Regions from separate parts of the Zea mays genome. Here all the other regions are linked to region 1. A link is a contact called in public Hi-C data. All regions are on one chromosome and are shown on one strand. The core of a region is the stretch at or near the end of the contact, and the rest is flanking DNA. Distances in the headings are between cores, read along the strand shown.

Region 1 (3,941 bases), core at 494-2,993:
TACACATGAAAAGTAGCAGAGTGTAAATCCATATGCCTTGTTTGCCCGATGATCAAAGATCGGTTTAACATGACACTCAAGGCTCCCGCTGTTAAGATCTTGTACATTTCATTGCCAAATCCAGCTTCAGATGCTTTCCCCAACACAAATCCTTGTTTGCAGAATTCATGGGCAGGAAGCATTCTCACTCTTTCTGCTCCTGGCAAGTTAATTGAAGATGTAAACGTTGGGCTCCTGTGCATAACTACAAAGTGCAATTCTCCATGCAAATCTATTGGATACATCACAGTTGACTTATGACTGAACTATGTGATGCACATGTTAATTTACACTTCGTAAGCATGTGATGGGCCACAAACATGATAGCTTTTAATTTGTGTCTCTCTCCTGAACAAGTTTGTATCATGTGAATAGAAATTTTGTTGAATCAAGTAAACCAATGCTTCAAACAATTCAATAAACAGTGGTAGAAGATAGGCGGCCAACTTTCAATTTTGTATAAAAAAAATCATATACTGATTGTTCTGTTTATTAGTTGTTGATGTTCACAGCAACACTATATTGTGACAGGAAGCCCAATGAGTAATAAAGAACCTATGTAGACACTGCAGTTACAAATGGATATACTGGTGCATAATGTAGAAGAATGACAGTGGATATGTACCAAAATTCAGTTTGGTTCAAGGTTCTGTAATACACAAATACACAATCCTAATGTGATTTGCTAGAAACAACCACATGTAGTGGGGCGAATGATGGCAGCAAGTAGTTATGAGAACATACTTCGAGCAATGTCAATTTCTGCCACCGCCAGCAACATAAAAACTTGAGAAGTTCATAAGGGGCAATCAACTAATGTGAATTGCCAACCTATCAGGCGCTTTTCAGGCTAGTCCCCAATTCATTCCTAAATGGAGTGTTTGGATGAGCTAGAGCCAGTTACTAGTTAGGCTAAAAAATAGCTCAAAATAGACCAGGTTAGCTATCTAGATGGCTAACAATTAGTTGAACACTTGTCTAACAAATTAGCTCGCCTATTAGCCATTTAGCCCTCATGTTTGGATGCACTAGAGCTAATTTGGGCTAATGTATAGTTAGCTATAGTCATTAGCCCTTATAACAAAATAAGCCCTGTGTTGATAGCGTATGCCATCAAACTAGCCGGTTTATGGATCATATTCTAATCCACATATTGGTCCAAAAAAATATTCTAATTCACATATACATAGCATGGCTAACAAACCATGGAGCATTTACAGGGGAATAAAAACAGAGATCAAAATCGAGGAGACATCCTCTTCGTGACCGGAACGCACCGTGGAGCTCGAAGTGGCGCCGGATCATCTCGCGGACCCGCAGGCTGGCCTGCTCCGGAGAGCCCCGCCCAGCACCAGCGGCCTCCTCCCCCATCATCTCCACCGTTGCGCACGTGGCCCTGTCAACAACTACCGCAGGGTCACTGGCATCCGGATCCCGCTCCGCGGGAGGCGAGTCGTCGAGGAGCTCGTCTGAGGAGTCGCGGGCGTGGGACGCGGCGGAAGGGTTTGGGCGTTTAGGACCGTGGTGGTGCTGGAGTACGAGGAGGATGAGGGCCGCAGCGGAGAAGGCGGCCAAGAGGAGGGCTCGCTGAAGGAGACGCGATGACGAGCGGCCCCCGCGCCGCCATCTCATGGGTGCCGGCGGCATGGGAATGGCCGGCTGCGCGGGACTGCGGTACTGGCCTCCTGGGCTGGAACGAGCACCGGTGCGGCGGTGCCCTGTTCTGGACTGCAATACTGCCGCAATACTGTGCTGGAGCGAGCGCGCATTGGTCCGGTGTTGATTTTTTTTCTTTTTTATGTTTTTGAAAATATATAGAGGAGAGGAATAAATTGCTATGCGTATGTATCTGTCATAACCATTAAATTTAAATAGTTACATACATATTTTAGTTTTATTTAATATATCATTTAAAATGTAAATATATAAATATATTTTTTTCTTTGATCCGGGAATCCTAGAAATGATTTAAGTTTCTAAACTAGCCCTGCATTTTTGGGATTGCTACCCTGAGTAATAAGAGTATCACAAAAAGCTCTCTAGAAAATGACTCTTCAAAATCCGTTTTAACCGGCATCTAAAAAATTAGTGAGGGTAGATTTTAATTCTCTCTCCAACAGATCCCTTAAAGTGGCATATTGTTTCTGGGGAGCCCAAAAAACCTCTCATTTGTAGCTACAAATGAGGAAGTTTTAAGAGCTATGAAAAAAGTTTGGAACGTTTTAGGGGAACTGTTGGATATACGTTTTTGTATTTTTTCCAAAAAACTTTATTTAGAAGAGACTTATGGTAAGCTTTTGGGGATGCTATAACAAGGATTTTATTATGATTTGATTTTCTAAACTAGTCCTAAAGACTTGTTTGAATGTATAAGGAGTTAAGGGTTGGAGTGGATGAGCGACATATAATGGCCCTGTTTGTTTCGGATTCTAGCAGCTTCTGGCCACTAAAAACTGCTGCGGACTGCCAAACGCTCAGCTTTTCAGCCAGCTTCTATAAAATTCGTTGGGACAAAAACCATCCAAAATCAATATAAACACATAATCGGTTAAGTCGTTGTAATAGTAGGAATCCATCACTTTGTAGATCCTGAGTCCTATGAACAACTTCATCTTCTTCCACACGTAATCGTAATGATACTCAGATTCTCCCCACAGCCAGATTCTCCTCACAGCCAGATTTTCAGAAAAGCTGGTCAGAAAAAAGCTGAACCAAACAGGCCCATTGTCTAACCTGGGAAAGCCCACGGCAGTTTGGAGTTTTGGCCCGAAAGAAATGCACAAAAGGCGAAAAGGGACGTTGCTCCTAATAAGGCTGTCTAGTAGAGAGTTTTCTAGCATGATCTTTTAAAACTGCCATGCTATCTATAACAAAATGAAAAAATAAACGAAACACTCTTTTTTAATGAAAAGTTTCATTTTAGAATTTGTAGATATATAATTCCATGACCCATATATAGTCGATAATAATTGTGCTAGCTAAGACAGTTTGATCTCCATGACACTCACTTGTTCTCTTTTTTAAAAAAACGTTTTCACTTCATCAAAAAGGTTCTTGAGACAACTCATTAAATAGAAATAAAACTTGCACTTAGACCGGTCTAATCATTATCATCCCTAAACTGTGAAAGTGTACGGAGGTCCACACATAGGGTTTCAAATCATAGATCTTTTAAAAGTTTCAAAAAGGTGTCAGATGTCTTATGATCAGGCACACGGTAAAAAAAATGAAACTTACGCGTGTGATATACTAGATATACAACATAACATAATTAATGAGACTCGGCTCCAAATGACAGACGAAGCACTTTGGCATAAAAACGAACTTTAGCTTTTGCTTTAATAGGACCATTTATATATATTTTTTTTGTTATTACATGGAAGGTGACGGACACACTAATAATAATCGGAGGCAAGAACTACAACAATGACAATCTAAAATTAATACATGCGCATATTGCGCGAGAACGAAATGAAACAACATGAGTTGCCAAACTGCATGCGCACTTAATTTATGTTATGTTACGACCTACCGGATACACATACATACGCATGTTCTTCTTCATGAATTCTGATCTGATCGAGCGAGGAATCTAGACTTGCTCGGCGTCGCTGCGTCCCGCGCCGTTCTCCGCCGGCTTGGCGGCGCCCTTGGCTGCTTCCTCCGGGTGGCCGTCGTGGACCTTGACAAGATCCTCCGCCACGGCAGCTGCAGGTGCCGTCGTCGCCGCGGTCAGCTTGGCAATGGTGACCACCACATGTTCGCCGGGCGCCTTGTCCTTGCTGGCGTCGTCGGCCACGTCCTTGGCAGGCACCCTGGGCGTCGCGTTGCGGTAGAGCGCGTAGAGACCCATCTGGACCACGCCGAAGCTGAAGCCGATGACGTTTGGCAGCTGATGAGGA
Region 2 (3,941 bases), core at 809-3,308, 240 kb after region 1:
ATGAATTTGTAACCCCAGCAGTCACTATTTAATCCAAAGGAATTTTAAAAATGATCCGAACTAAAGCCTTGCACTGTTCAAGATGTTGATTTTCTTCCATAGATTATATGTACAGTAGCAATTTTTTTTTGAAAAGAAGTGTTTATAGTGGTATCATTAATATAAATATGTCATACGTCATGATGTTTCAATAATCTATAGAAATTTATGTAAAGTAAGAACTTACATAAAAAAGAAAACTGGGTACAATTTTTTTCTCTAGCACAGTGACGCCCCATATATTCTCATTAGCTAATGCTGCTCGAGGGAAAAATCGGAGAAGAATAGAATTTATCCAGCAGCCATATCATCATACTACAAGATGTCTAGATCAATCCATGTCACTGGATTTATTTATTTACTATTTTTTTTGTCAAACATTGTCATGAAGAAAGCCAATGTCCACACCCAGGGACTCATCATGTAGTCTTCAGCTTGTCCTGGATGATTGCAGTCACTGTGATAATGCCAGTATGTAATTCTTGTAAGCCTCACTTTTATATTATATATGCGTATACAGAAGAAAATAAAAAGTAAACCAATTAAAGCTGCAGGTTACATACCTCTCAAACCAGATGATCTGACTGTGCCGGCCAAGTCGTTGTTTGCAATATTTCTGAATGAATACATTTTTTTTTCCCTTTTGTCAGTTGCGAATAGAGAACGTCATCTTGTAAAATATGATTATGTATCCATGTAGAGGCGACAACGATGTATTGAAACTAACGCATTACTCACAGCTCGGTCAGATTCCCAGCAATGACAAGAGAGAGGACTTCCAATGGAACCGTGCCGGTCAGCATATTCGCGTTCAACTTCCTGTGCGTGGACACACGAGTCAAATGTCAGAAGCCACACACACCGACTATGAACTCCTTGACCATTTCAAAAATTCATCTCTGAATCCAAATTTAAGGACTATGACATACATGAACTGCAATGTTTTGATGTTCCCGAGAGAGGATGGGATTGCACCGCTCAGCGCATTCCTCTGAAGCTCCAGCCTCTCAAGGCTCGTCAAATTGCCCAGAGATTCAGGTATGGGCCCTGTCAGATTGTTCCCATACAACATCCTGAAGTAGATCGCCACATTTTAACAGTTCATAAAACAGACAGAGAAATAAGCTAGGGTTTTTTAGTGCAGTCTGCAATTCTTACAGGTACTGGAGGTTCTGCAGTCCTCCCAAATCTGGAATCAGAGTGCCTGATAGGCCTGCGTTCCCCAAATCTCTGCAAAAAAAAGGCAATAAACAGCTAGTTTAGTTGTTGTGTTCGCTCGTACTCCCTCCGTCCCAAAATAGTAGTCGTTTTAAAGAATTACTGAGTTTATACAATTCTTGATGCATATGTTTTGTATATGTGTCTATATTCATCATTATTAATTTGAATATAGACGTAAGAACTAAAAGCTGAAACGACTACTATTTTAGAACGGACGGAGTACATCGGAGTTGAGCTTCAATGCACCTTTTATCAATGAACAAGCTGGGTACTATCTTGGGATGGTAGAGTCTGGGACTCTCTGTTCCATTATCTATAAAATTAAAGGAGAGAGGAACATACACACGAATAACACTGTTGTCGTTGTTGCAAGTGATATGGACCCAGGTGCAGGGATTGGCAAGAGTCGGATCCCAGCTCACGAGCACATCGTTTGGGTCCTTCCATGTCGCCCTTTGCTTGTACAGGATGTCACCTTGGAGCCACAACAACAAACATGCATGTTTCAGAAAGAAAAAGACTGTATGATATATACACAGTGTTCCGGGAAAAGACTCAACATGGAAACGATGCTTGCGACATCATATACATGCAGTTTACCTTCAGTGTTGCAGCTTGCAAGTGCTGCAAGAGCAAGAAGGCAGCTCAGGAAGACTGCTGTTGCCGCTGCAAACTGAGCTGCCATTGCTCAGTTTGAGCCTGAGAACTTCTTGGCACACACTGAAATGTTGAGGGGACGCTTTGCATTGCATATAGACAGCTGTAACTTGTAAGAATAAATAAAGGGATTGGTTTTGAATCTTCCCAGCTCTAGCTAGTCCGGTCAAACTTGCCTACTCCATCATGGACCGGATACATAGGGCCGTCCCTGTGGGGGTGCCAAGGGTGCCGCCGCACCGGGCCCCCCAAAATAGAGGGCCCCGTAGCCACTGTACGGTAGTATTTTTTCCTATTAAACTTATCTATTATAGACATAAATACGTAAAGAGCGATGCGTTATCGAGTTATCGACTAGTCTCGTTTATATTCTTAAACTGTCTCAATTACTTATCGAATACTCCATCCGTTTCAAAATAGTATTTGTTTTAGTTCTTGATTTTTATGTTTATATTGATGATGATAAATCCACTAAAGAAGCAAAACAAATTCTATTTTGATATAGGGAGAGTATTATAAACTATACATATGATGGTTGCTTTGGCAGAGAGAAGCTTTTTAAAATTGAAATATTTTTGTGAACTATTTTTGATCAACAATAACTCAAGAGATGTTAAATGGCTTGGTGATTCTATATATCAAAAAAAGTTGTTAGATGAGATTGATCTCAATGATATAAGAGATGACTTTGTATCACAAAATGTTAAAAGATATTTTTAATAATATGAGATAACATGTGTTTTTTTGCTATATTTTACATTTGTTATCTTGTAAACTTCAAAATAGTGCATAATAATTTTAATATGTCAAATATTTGATAATATATGTATAATTATATATATGTGTGGATGGATCTCGATATCGGATTTCGCACTGGGCCCCTGAAAAGTCAGGAACGGCTTACATATTGTACTCTTTCGAGTGGCGAATGTGCACAAAGGAAGTCCCGGACTAGATTTTGTTTTGTCCTGACCCGGTAAAACCTCACCTTGTAATGGTCTTCGGCTTTTTCTGTGATAGTGTGACAGCTATAGCTAAATTGCCATTGAAAACTTTTTTTAGAATCATAAATGTGAACGTAGACAGACTAATCACTATCAGAATTTGGTTCTTTTCGAGTGCTAAATGATTTGTCGAGTATTTTCTTTCGAGCACTCGACAAAGAAACTTTTTGCCGAGTGCTAAGCATAAAACTAAACATTCGGCAAAGAGCTTTTTTGTCGAGTATATTTTTTCAACACATAATTTAAAAATCACATTTAAATCAGTAAATTAATTCAAATGAAAAAGTTTTCAACTATAAATTTGTATAACTTATCAAGATGTATAATTTATATTTTGATCATTTTTTATATGACAAAATAAAAGTAAATTTGTAAAAAAACATATATCTATCTCGTAGTTTAGAAAACTACAATAGAGATGTATAAGATTTGTGAATAATGTTAGAACCATCATGTAAGGTGAACAAATGACTAAACAACCAAAACAAACTTTGTAGATCTTGAGAAGTTATATAATTTTATAGTTGACAACTTTTCATTTGAAGTCATCTTGTCAACGAAAACTATGTCTAAATTTAAAAAATGTAAAATTTGAATTTTGAAAACAACCTCGAATGAGAAAACCACTAACATGAAAGTCGTAGGTCTTGAAAAGTTATAAAACTTTGCAATTGATAATATTTTGGTTTGAAATCAACTTGTCATGCAAAACTATGTCTGAATTTTAAAATTTTAATTTTTCAAACTACCTCGGATGGAAAAGCAACAAAATAAAAGTTATAGGTTTTGAAATGTAATGAAACTTTATAATTGATTTTTTATTTAAAATCATCTTATCATAGTAAGATTTGTTTGAAGTTTTCAAATTTGAAATTTAATTTTTTTTAAACAGCCTCAGAGGTAGAAACTATCGAAATAGAAGTTTTAGATCTTGAAAAATTATGCAACTTTATAGTTGACAACATTTTCAATTGAATTTATTTGTTGCCTCAAATAATTAAATTACTCTCGCTTTGTTAT
Region 3 (3,941 bases), core at 645-3,144, 160 kb after region 1:
ACTGAGCGATAAGTGATGATGCGTGGCAAAATAACCGCGTAACTAACTAACTACTACTAAAAAATGTTAATCACACTTGCTTCTCTAAATCTCCATCATCTAAGGGCTTGTTCGTTTTGCTCTCAATCCATGTAAATTCGATGAGATTGAGTGGATTTCAATCCCAAATAAGTCAAAATCTTTGATATTTTTTTTAATCTCATCCAATCCACATGCGATAGGAACAATGCCTAAGAATGAACGCCCATCTCGTTCTTTGAGTCAATCGGCCTAAATTTGTGGACAATAATAGTAACATCTAAATCTCTTAGATGGTGGGTTAGTATATATAAAAATATATGACATTAATAATACAATGGTATCTAGCTATTTTGATGCCGTAACATTAGTACTTTCATGATAATAGTGTTTGGCTCTTCTAAGTGAGAGATGTGCCCTTTGTGTTGGTAAGGCGGGGACAGTACAATTTAAACCAGATATGTATAGGTAATTAACGTTTATGACACTGAATACATATGTTGTGAATATGCTATTGTAGATTAAGGGGGTGCTTAGTTTCTAGGCACTATTATTCTATTTTACGGGGTGTTTGGTTCTGTGGACTAAAGTTTAGTCCGGGTCACATCAAGCGTTTGACTTTCAAATAGGAGTATGAAATATAGGCCCAACCAACTGTACTAGATTCGTCTCACTTTTTAATCTTCGGCTGAGAAATTAGTTTTATAATCCGACTACATTTAATACCCCGAACGGAGGTTCAAACATTCGATGTGATAGAGGCTAAATTTTAGCAGGGGCAAACCAAACACCCCCTGAATTGCTAGATATGGAAACTAAAACTATATTCTAGTTTTCGTATTTAGCAATTTATGAACTAAAATAGAATAAAACGAAGGGAGTAAAAAGATTAGTCACTACAAACCCTAAAACCTATAAACAAGTCATAACCCAAACATGATTAATTATTTCAGGACGGAGGGAGCGCGCGTGTGCTTGGCTAGAACCCTAAACCCTACTACGTACTTATTACGTTTAACGATTCCACTGTCAGGTGTCAGCTTGTGCCATTAGTAACCAGCTGAATTTGAAACACTAACCCTGGGCTCGTGGCAGAGCATGTCGGGCGGGATGTGGTAGAGGTCCTGGTCCACGGTCTTGACCGCCGCCCTCCTCCGTCGCGCCTGGTAGCCCACCACCGGGCTCTGCTGCTTCCCCTGCTTCCTGGCAGCGCCAGCGCCAGCGCCGCCCAGTCCCAGTCCCACCACCACGTCCAAACCCAAATGCTGCTGCTGCAGCTGCTTCTTCTTCTCGTCCTCGTGCTCGTGCTCGCCATCTTCGTCCTCCAGCTCAAGCGTGGCTGTGGCACTTTGCCTCCACTTCACCACCTAATACAGCAGTCAGCAGCACATGACACATGAGCAACGCATCGAACCAAAAAATGCAGTCGATCGTCGTCGCCACCGTACCGTACCTTGCTGGCAGGCTTGGGCGGCACCGCCGGTATCGCCACGACGAGTCGCCTGGCCTGCATCTGCATGGCGGAGTCCAGGTCGTAGTGGGTGACGACGGGCCGTTGGTCGCCGCCGCCGCCGCCGTAGCCGTAGGCATGGTTCCACTCCCCGAACGCCGGGACGCGCTGCCGCCTCGCCCGCGCCTGCTTCTTCTGCACGGGGCTCATCATGTGCACACAACACGAATCAAAGAGATGGAACCGAGCAGAGCAGCTAGCTAGCGGTCTCAGTATACGCTACGGCTAGCGCTAGTACGTACCTTCATGGGCTGCCGCGCGCGCGACCGTCGTCGAGGCAGGAAGGATCGGAGTGGTGGTCGAGGAGTAGTGTAGTGCGACTGCGAGCTAGGTCGCCGGTCACGCACGCAGGGGCAGGGGAAGGGGAAGGTGAACTGGTGGAGCTAGCTAGGGCGATGAACTGGTGTACGTATTTATAGAGCGAGACTTGGGGGAGAGCTAGTAGGTAGTCAAAGAGTGGAGTGGGATGTCCGCCCATTCCTGCCGGAGATTGGGTTAGGTTAGGTGGTTACAGCAGGATGAGACTGTCTCCAGCAACGTTCCCTAAATTTCATCCCTAAAGAAATATTCTATGTCCTTTACAGCACACTCTAAAATATTTCGTCATCTATATCTTTTTTGTCTCCAGCAACGTTCTCTAAATTTGATTCTTTATATCTACAGTATTAACAGAATATATAAACTACCATATTTAATCATTGTTTTTCGTATATTTATCCACGAGCGGTTCGTCGTACCAGAAATTTAAAATAGTTTTTACAATACATTTTCATTTAATATAGAAAATACCCATCGATCCTATTTAAAAAATAATATACCAGATATGGAAATAGCTTAATCTCACCCCTCAAAATCCCCACCAAATATCAACCTTTTTTTGCCATGTCGTTGTCTCCGCCTTCCTGCTCTCATCGCTGTTCCTCTCCTCTGCAACCCTGTTCTCCAAGAAGAGCATCCTTGTTCGCTTTCACCACCTCGACTGTCAAGGTTTGGGGCTGGCAATGATAGCAGTTGCAGGCTTGTAGTGTTGGCGGCTGCAGCAACTGTCTGCGTGGTGAATCTAACCGTCCGCCATGGAGGTAGGGTGGTCCGCCGCCGGATCCGCCCGATTCCGACCTCCTGCTGCCCTGCTTCACATCGAACACGTACAGTGCAAGACGCGAACGAACCGGCAGCGCGGGGAAGAAGGTCGTCAGGGGAACAGAGGAGAGAGAAGATTCCGGCTTTGGGCGCGAGGATGCAACTGCCACCGTATAGCGGACGCTTCTTCATCTGCCACATTTAGAGGCTTCTCAGCGAACCGTAAATTTTACGGTCTTCTTTAGCGAACGTTGTTGGAGGGATAGCACACGCCACCATACTCTAAATTTAGCGTACAGACGCATATGCAGAGCGTTGTTGGAGACAGCCTAATGCGAGGAGATGGGCGCAGCGTGCGTGCGTGCGTGCCATGCCTTGCCATGGAAGGCAAGGCAGCAGCCGCGCGGTAGACACTATACTCCTAGAGAGTAGAGTAGAGTATAGCCAGTCGAGTCGAGTCGAGTCCGAAGAGCAGGATTCAAGCAGGCGGCAGCTGTGCGTCCTGCGCTGCTGACTGAGCGCGCGCTGGCGGTGCGACCATTACGTAGAACAGTGCCGCGCGTACGCAGCAGTGCGTGCTGATGACCGCAGCGCGTGGCCAGGCCTTGCGTAGGTATGGTCGGTCTACCACAGTCCACAGGCTCTCTGCTCCCCTGCGCCACTGCAGCGTGTGCAGCGTGAGGTCTTGTTGGAGACGAAAGCCCGAAAGGGCGTGGGCGTGGCCGTGGCCGCGACCGCGACCGCGGGGTGACCACACCTCTGCTCTGCTCTGCTCTGCATGCGACCGTCTCCAGAACATGAGGCCAGGGTCCGGTGAACGGCAGTGGCTGCCTCGGCTGTTTCCTCTTTTGTTTTGTTTGCTGTGGGTGGCTTGGTCAGTCAGGTTTGCGTAGTACGTAATGGCAGCAAACGGTCGTTAAGTTTTATGCTGTGCATTCCCTCCATGCATATATGAACCAAATGCAGGAAGTACGTGGCATAAAAACAACTACTAGCTATGAGCTGATGACTGAGCTCTGGCCCGCGCTCAGTGACGGCCCAGACACTAGTAAAAAAAAAGCTCAAAAGCCATATATTTTTACAGTCGGTTTCGATTATCAACCGTCTTTGCTTATCTTTAGTGTCGGTTCCTGAATAAAACCATAACTACAAATCGTAATTCTACAGGAGGTTCCTTAAGAAAACCGCCTATAAAAATCCATGATTTCTAGTGTCGGTTCTAACCGCCTGTAGGAATCGGTTTCTAGCGGTGGTTTTCTTAAGAAACCACCACTAAAATCATTTTTATTCTTAATTTTTCGAGTTTTTCAAACGACCTCGTATGATGAAAAAC

Evidence for each region. A called contact is a pair of places that touch in the nucleus more often than the background predicts.
Region 2: a contact with region 1 is called in a Hi-C map of ear, with 4 times the contacts expected there. The contact joins the promoter of LOC100281233 here to the promoter of LOC100304257 in region 1. A contact is called at or near these places in 4 of 25 Hi-C or Micro-C datasets (bundle sheath, ear, leaf and 1 more).
Region 3: a contact with region 1 is called in a Hi-C map of endosperm, with 2.5 times the contacts expected there. The contact joins the promoter of LOC100276248 here to the promoter of LOC100304257 in region 1. A contact is called at or near these places in 4 of 25 Hi-C or Micro-C datasets (ear, endosperm, leaf and 1 more).

The regions. Positions count from the first base shown.
Region 1 is chr4:23,367,457-23,371,397 of Zm-B73-REFERENCE-NAM-5.0, forward strand. LOC100304257 reads right to left here and starts at 1,744. Exons shown (of 8, transcript NM_001165700.1): 1 at 1,317-1,744; 2 at 37-199. The coding sequence starts at 1,686. It overlaps LOC100192602 (mtN3-like protein), which reads right to left. Exons shown (of 6, transcript NM_001137817.1): 6 at 3,347-3,931. The coding sequence ends at 3,632.
Region 2 is chr4:23,609,837-23,613,777 of Zm-B73-REFERENCE-NAM-5.0, forward strand. LOC100281233 (BRASSINOSTEROID INSENSITIVE 1-associated receptor kinase 1) reads right to left here and starts at 2,059. Exons shown (of 7, transcript NM_001154152.3): 1 at 1,861-2,059; 2 at 1,603-1,735; 3 at 1,198-1,269; 4 at 969-1,112; 5 at 778-858; 6 at 603-655; 7 at 133-496. The coding sequence starts at 1,945. The coding sequence ends at 459.
Region 3 is chr4:23,524,241-23,528,181 of Zm-B73-REFERENCE-NAM-5.0, forward strand. It overlaps LOC100276248, which reads right to left and starts at 1,895. Exons shown (of 4, transcript NM_001374098.1): 1 at 1,771-1,895; 2 at 1,472-1,663; 3 at 1,098-1,385. The coding sequence starts at 1,776.